2 separate regions of the Mus musculus genome follow, and region 1 is linked to region 2. The links are chromatin contacts, called in public Hi-C maps. All regions are on one chromosome and are shown on one strand. Each heading gives the region's core, a stretch centred on a gene start, on an enhancer-like site or on the middle of the called end of the contact. The rest is flanking DNA. Distances are from core to core; before and after follow the strand shown. Region 1 holds the start of Alg6 (asparagine-linked glycosylation 6 (alpha-1,3,-glucosyltransferase)). Region 2 has its middle 11 kb from the start of Gm35537.

Region 1 (2,934 bases), core at 344-2,843, 360 kb after region 2:
ATGTATGTGTGATCCTGTAATGTGCTGGGCTTCAGACAGCATGTGTCAGCATGCTAGAGACTTCATCAGCTCACCTCCTCCTGGCGGGCTAACACACGCTCACTTAAGTACAGCTGCTTATCTTTCTTCCCCATTAGCTCCCTCATTTCTTCAGCAAATAAAAACGTTCTATCTTTAGCTCCAGCATCTTTCCTAGGTTCTGATTCACAAGTGGCACACAAGTGTTAGTATTTTGTTGTGTTGACATCACATCAAATTCACTACAGTGTAGCATCTTCTTCCAAGTCGATTCCAAGCTTCCCAACACACTACCTTGGGGACCATCCCATAATATTCTTTCCTTTAACCTTGCTGTCCTGCACACTTCCTACATTACAAAGACCTTTACACATCCCCTGTCCCATTGACCCTTCCTAGTTCTCACCCTGGTCTAACCATAACTTTTCCCTCTGACACATCCATTATCACCTGTGTCTGATTTTTCTTTCAAAGCTAAGGTGGCTCATTCAGGAAGAAGCCTTTCCTGACAGTTAATAGTTTACACCGAGTCCAAGTCTTGTCTTAACTCCCATGGACTGTGGTGTGTATACTACTAATGTGACAGTGTGCACTTCATTGTGCTGCTTTCTATTCTTTTTTTGCATGGGAAATGCTTTTTGAAGAGAATTTTGTGAGAGCAGAGACTCCAGTGTAGTCAAACAGGTGAGCTCTAGGTTGAGTGAAAGACTGTCTCAAAATGTAAGGTGGGGATGGATAGAGAAAGACACCAGCATCGACCTTTGATCTCTTCAAGTACACACAGGTAACACATACTTCTTCCCCCACCCCCAATTCACCTCCCCCAGCAATACTCAATATTTGTTTTCACTTATGTCAGAGTTGGTGTCTACAAAATGGCACAAATCAAAAGCAGGGTGTGAGGGAAGGAGGGGGATATTATTTTTGGCAAATGTGGGAACGGATGGTTCAAGTTGCCTGATGGGGCATGTAGTGTCTATTCTGGGACGGAGTTTTTTTTTTTTTTTTTTTTTTTTGGCGGGTCAGGGACAGGGTCTTGCTGTGTATCTCAGGCTGACCCTCTTACTCTCCATCCTCTTGCCTCAGCCTCCCTAGAGGTGAGAATGTCACCGTGTGTAGCTATTGCTGCTCATAGGCTCAACCCAGAGGCTCTAGAAACGGTTTCTCACTAGAAGTAACTTCTCAACTTTACTGGGGCAAGTAGTCTTTGCTTAGCTCTAAGAAAGTAGGCTGGCTGCTGTAGGGCACTGACCCAGGAGGAAGACCTGCCACTCGGGATGAGGACTGGCCAAGGGCTCGCCAGTGCGAAGAGCGCAGGAGCCGCCCCTCACAGGAATCCGTGGGCTAAGCAGCCGCTCAAGCTTTGGCCGTGGTCCCGGGAAAGAGGAGCAAGGGGCTTTCCACCTGCCCCTGACCTAACCCCAGCCGCCAGGCTTCTCGAATTCCAGGGCTTGCACCCCGCCTCCCGCAACGTGGCAGTCTAGCTCTCCCAGTCCCGCCCCTCCACGATGACTCCGCCCACCACTCCGCCCCCTCGCCTTACGGGCTCGCTCCCGTGAGCGCCGCTGGGAGCGCGCGTGCTCCTCGGGCTGTGAGTGCGCAGGCGCATTCGCTGGTTCTCTGCGGGCGCCAATTCTGGAGAGCAGAGGCTGGTAAGAGCCTGGGGTTGCCGAGGTCTGGAGGCGGCAGGCGTCGGGAGGTCCCGGCAGCCGGCTCGAGCGGGCTTCTCGGGGGCTTGTTGGGAGGTCTCGCCCATCCCCGAGATCCCCGGCGTGTGGCTGTCCTGCAGAAGTGACGCGGCCTGGCCGGATTGGCCTCGGCGACCCTGTCCCCGCCGTCCTGTGGGTCTGTCCCTCCCGAGGCTGATGTCCCGAGGGTACCTTAGCAGGAAAAAGAAGTCTGGGACTTGACGGTCTGGCCCCTTGTCGGGATGTGCCTGCTATCTGTGCGTGGCCTCCTGAGAAAGTTGCTGAGCTGCTCTTGCAGGTGGCACAGCAGTCGCCTGCTGTTTAAGGGGGAGATAGCCCGAATGGTGGCACTGGGAGGCAGAGGCAGGAGGATCTCAGGTTTCCAGGCCAGCCTGTTCTACATTGGAGAGTTTTAGGCTAGCCAGAGCAACACGGTGAGACCTCGTGTTTCACTGTGTTTCACACAGGACTTCCGAAAATGTAGTATCCCTCACTCTCTCCTCCCTTCTCCTGCCCACATTTGTCCACCCCGACTACCTTCTCTAGTCAAGTGGGTTCCTGCTTTCTGCCAACCGAACTCTAAGGATGGAAGGACATTGAAAGGACTAGAAATGATCTTTGCTCGCATAGCAATTTTGTTCTGAATAACAAGTGAATGGCATTTCCTCATAAGCTCGTTTGTTGGAATAACATGCTTGCAGAACCATACTGTACATAATTCTACTGGAACTTGTTGCTCATCACTCACCCAGGGAACGTATCTTTTTCTGTTTCTCAGTTCAAATAACAATATTCATTTCATCTCACAAGACCTCTCCAGAGAACCCCCCTCCTCATTAACCCTACCCCCTTAGGTAATTTTTGTTGTTGTTGTTTCTGTTGTTGATCTGTGGCTTTAAAAATGTATGGTTAAATACAATGCAGGGTGTTCTTTCAATTCTTTTTTTTTTTTTAATTTTTTATTAGGTATCGTCCTCATTTACATTTCCAATGCTATCCCAAAAGTCCCCCATACACTCACCCCCACTCCCCTCCCCACCCACTCCCCCTTTTTGGCCCTGGCGTTCCCCTGTACTGGGGCATATAAAGTTTGCAAGTCCAATGGGCCTCTCTTTCCAGTGATGGCCGACTAGGCCATCTTTTGATACATATGCAGCTAGAGTCAAGAGCTCCGGGGTACTGGTTAGTTCATAATGTTGTTCCACCTATAGGGTTGCAGATCCCTTTA
Region 2 (3,205 bases), core at 485-2,984:
CACACAGGCACACTTGCATACCATGCACATGTGCCTGAGCATGCCTACCCAATACGGGCCGCCCTATAATCACATAAATCCAATCTGAAGCCTGCCATTTGTGTATTAATTTTCAGTCCTTCCTTTACTTCTCAGAGGAGCTATGATCTTCACATTCACCTCAACTTGTGGCGTGAATGGAGCTTCTCAGCCTCACTCCTGGACCAACTCTTCCCTCTGCTGATCACTATCTGCAGGTCACCAGGGGAGGCGTTTTTTGTAAATGTCTTCCCTGAAAGGCTTGTTGAGCCTTCAACGCCATTCTTTAATGAGAGGATGAGGGCTGTTTTTCCTAAAGGGGCTGAAGACACATGGACACAAACGTGAGTGTTAAAAGCAGTGGGCCAGTGGTAAATAAATTACAGAGAAAATAACAAATTAAGACGTTCCCAAAGCTGGCTGGGATGCCATTCATCTGCAGCTTTGTGTCCTCCTAGCCTGGAGGCTGTGCATTTTGGAGCCTTCCTTGTAGCAGACAGATCTTGGGCTCTGCATATGGAAATAAGTACAAACGACTGTTAATTTCTAATGAGAAAAATATCCGAGTGAGCAGTATTCCCTGTGTGGGGCCATCAGGGCCTGTAATAGAAAGGTCTCTGGAATAAAGGGTTCCAAGCAGAGGGAATTCCTTTTAATGAAGCTTGGATTTGGGCCCATTATTCTAATAAAGTGTAATCAATTGGTGCAGACAATCTGAAGGTCTAGTTCAAACTGTGATTAGACTGGGTTGTTTTTTAGGTGACGGGCACGAGGAAGGGAAACACAAGTTAATAGGCTTTTGGGTCAGTGATCCACACTTCCTGAAGCAAGTCAAGAGTTCGAAGAGGGCAATTTGGAAGCTGTCTTAGCATAAATCCAAAGGAAGGCTGTGCTGTCCGTGGGGAGCCAGACCCTCCCTGTTCCTGGAGACAGGCTGAGGGCCGATTCCACCCTTAATCCAATTTACTCAGTCGAATAAGTCCTACTGCTCCAGCTTGCCAACAAATTAAAATCCAGCTTCATAAAAACACCTTGAATTTGGAAGGTATTGGCTGGCCCACTAGACTTGAAACTTCATTTATTCTGGCTAACTTCTCAATTATCTTCCCAGCAGTGGAGATGTGTAAAAGTGCAGAAATCAATAGGGCTCTATTCCCGTTCTATTGGAAAGGGAAAAATTAATGAGATAGGACACTCTCTTAATCAGAAATAAATGTTTTAATTCAGATAATGACATAGTTTTCCCTCTCTGAAGGATGACAAATGCTGGACCGTGCCCCCAGCAGAAGCAGTTTCAATTTTATTGTAAATATAAAAGGTATTGATCGGAGAGATGCACAAACCCCATTGCTTACAAAAGCCATTCAGGGGGACTGGGAAAACTATTAAGCACTGGGTCAGAAATCAATAAACACCACTGAAATGTAGCAGAGGTCGCCCGAGGCTTTGTGGCATCTTTGAAAGCCAAGTGGCAGGAATAGTGACAGAAATGTCTCTTGTGGAACAATGTTGGGGATGAAGAGGGTCAGATGTTTAATCTCTTCAGTGGTTTGACAGGTCCAGGAACAGAGCTAAGGTAGTCTTTCACAGCTGTCTTTGATTTAAATACATGCTGATTCATCCCTCCACAACCCCCCCCCCCCCCCCCCCCGCTGACAACTGTATTTATTGGCTTTGGGGTGCCGAAATGTATTGGCAGGGAGAAAAGCCTGCTGTACATGGGGAGGCAGAGCAGTTTGTGGTTATGCAAATGGGCCACACCTCGACGTCCTCTCTTTGCAAGAAAACACACATGAATGCGCACGTGCACATGCACGCTTGCGCTCTCGCGCGCGCGCACGCGCACGCACGCACACACACACACACACACACACACACACACACACACACACACACACACAAACTCACACACCTTTCTTTGAGCACACTACTACCATACCAACTGAGTCTCATATCAGAACAAATACAAGGAAGAGAGGATGGAGCTCGTAGCAGCATTGTAACAGCTGGCTAAACGTAACATTTCCTCTTTTGGGTTTTTAATTTTAACACTTGCTTTCCATTCAAATGTGGTTTAGGCCTCCTTGTCTTGAGTCTTTTATCATGAGTTAATATATTCACCCACCTAGACCATCTCCTCTGCAGTCGGTCTGAGAAAGTCGGGCTGTAATTAATCAGTTTCTCCCCGCCCACCTCCCAGAGCTCCTTACGTAGTTTTGAAACTAGAAGATTAACCCAGATTAGAGACTGTTCTTACCTCTTGAATGGAATTGGGTGGAACCTTTAAATAACATCAAGACAGTCATTGAACTAAAACACACATTTTATTGCAGAAAACGTTAGCCAAGAAATCCCCAGAGTGGAGAAAAATTACATAAGGGGAGAGATCCCACGCCTGTAGGTGGAATCCATTTTTTCTAATCAGACATAGATTTGGAAGGGTTCAAGCTGCGTATTGAAACTTTTAACAACATCATCTCTGAAGCAGAGACCGAGGTGAAGCTCCCCACAGGTGCTGGAGCTGAGCCTCGTGTTGCCGCAGGCTCTGGTCCCCTCTTGACTCCGTATGATTATGAGATTCGTGGGGTCAGGCTGCCCATCAGCAGGTGAAGTGTGCAGCTGCCAAGGATTTGAGTTTCATCTCACCTCAGATATGATGTCAGCTCCCTGTCATTTTCATCCTCGAGAATGATTTGAGAGCTCTTCTTGTCCCTGTTATTGCGGTCACTTGACCTCAGATGTAACTTCTGTCGAATACCATCATTTTAACAAAGTCGGATAGTCACACCTCCCCAGCGGGGGCTGACCTTTCCATCCTGCCGCTCCCGATTGGCTCTGAGGGTTTTTGCTGCCCCCACTGTTCTCAACAAATGAATGTAAGGCCTCAATGAATTGGCTCACATTGGACGTTATAGTTTTTCATTGCAATGAGCATTTTAAAATGGAACCCCTCTTCCCACTGGCCTGTCCTACAGGAATCTATTTCTCTTTTTGTATTGGGATACTAAGACAGAAAATGCCTTTCTGCTTAAAATGAAATGCCAGTTTCATGTTTGTCCCCTAAAACAGGGATGACACACCTTGATTTTCCGTCTGAGAGGTGTGTCCTCTGTTCTCTCAATTGTAACCTGGGTGTGTGCACCTAAGGATATCCTGTCCTTTCAAAGCCTTATTCTTAAATTTCAAA

Evidence for each region. A called contact is a pair of places that touch in the nucleus more often than the background predicts.
Region 1: a Hi-C map of centroblasts shows a contact between it and region 2, with 2.3 times the contacts expected there. The contact joins the promoter of Alg6 here to the enhancer-like site in region 2. A contact is called at or near these places in 4 of 39 promoter capture datasets (cranial neural crest, hippocampal neurons, maxillary cranial neural crest and 1 more), 5 of 484 Hi-C or Micro-C datasets (centroblasts, embryonic stem cells and pre-B cells), 8 of 115 datasets of contacts at active chromatin or transcription factors (embryonic stem cells, large pre-B cells and stem cell-derived neural progenitor cells) and 1 of 9 other capture datasets (adipose tissue).

The regions. Positions count from the first base shown.
Region 1 is chr4:99,714,037-99,716,970 of GRCm38.p6, forward strand. It overlaps Alg6 (asparagine-linked glycosylation 6 (alpha-1,3,-glucosyltransferase)), which reads left to right and starts at 1,594. Exons shown (of 15, transcript NM_001081264.1): 1 at 1,594-1,670.
Region 2 is chr4:99,352,682-99,355,886 of GRCm38.p6, forward strand. No RefSeq gene overlaps it. Among named protein-coding and RNA genes, the nearest start is that of Gm35537, 11 kb to the left of the region's middle. Within about 2 kb of position 1,735, at least 20 of the 459 cell types and tissues checked have an H3K27ac peak or open chromatin away from gene starts, as enhancers often do. A contact at or near this core is called in centroblasts, where this site is marked.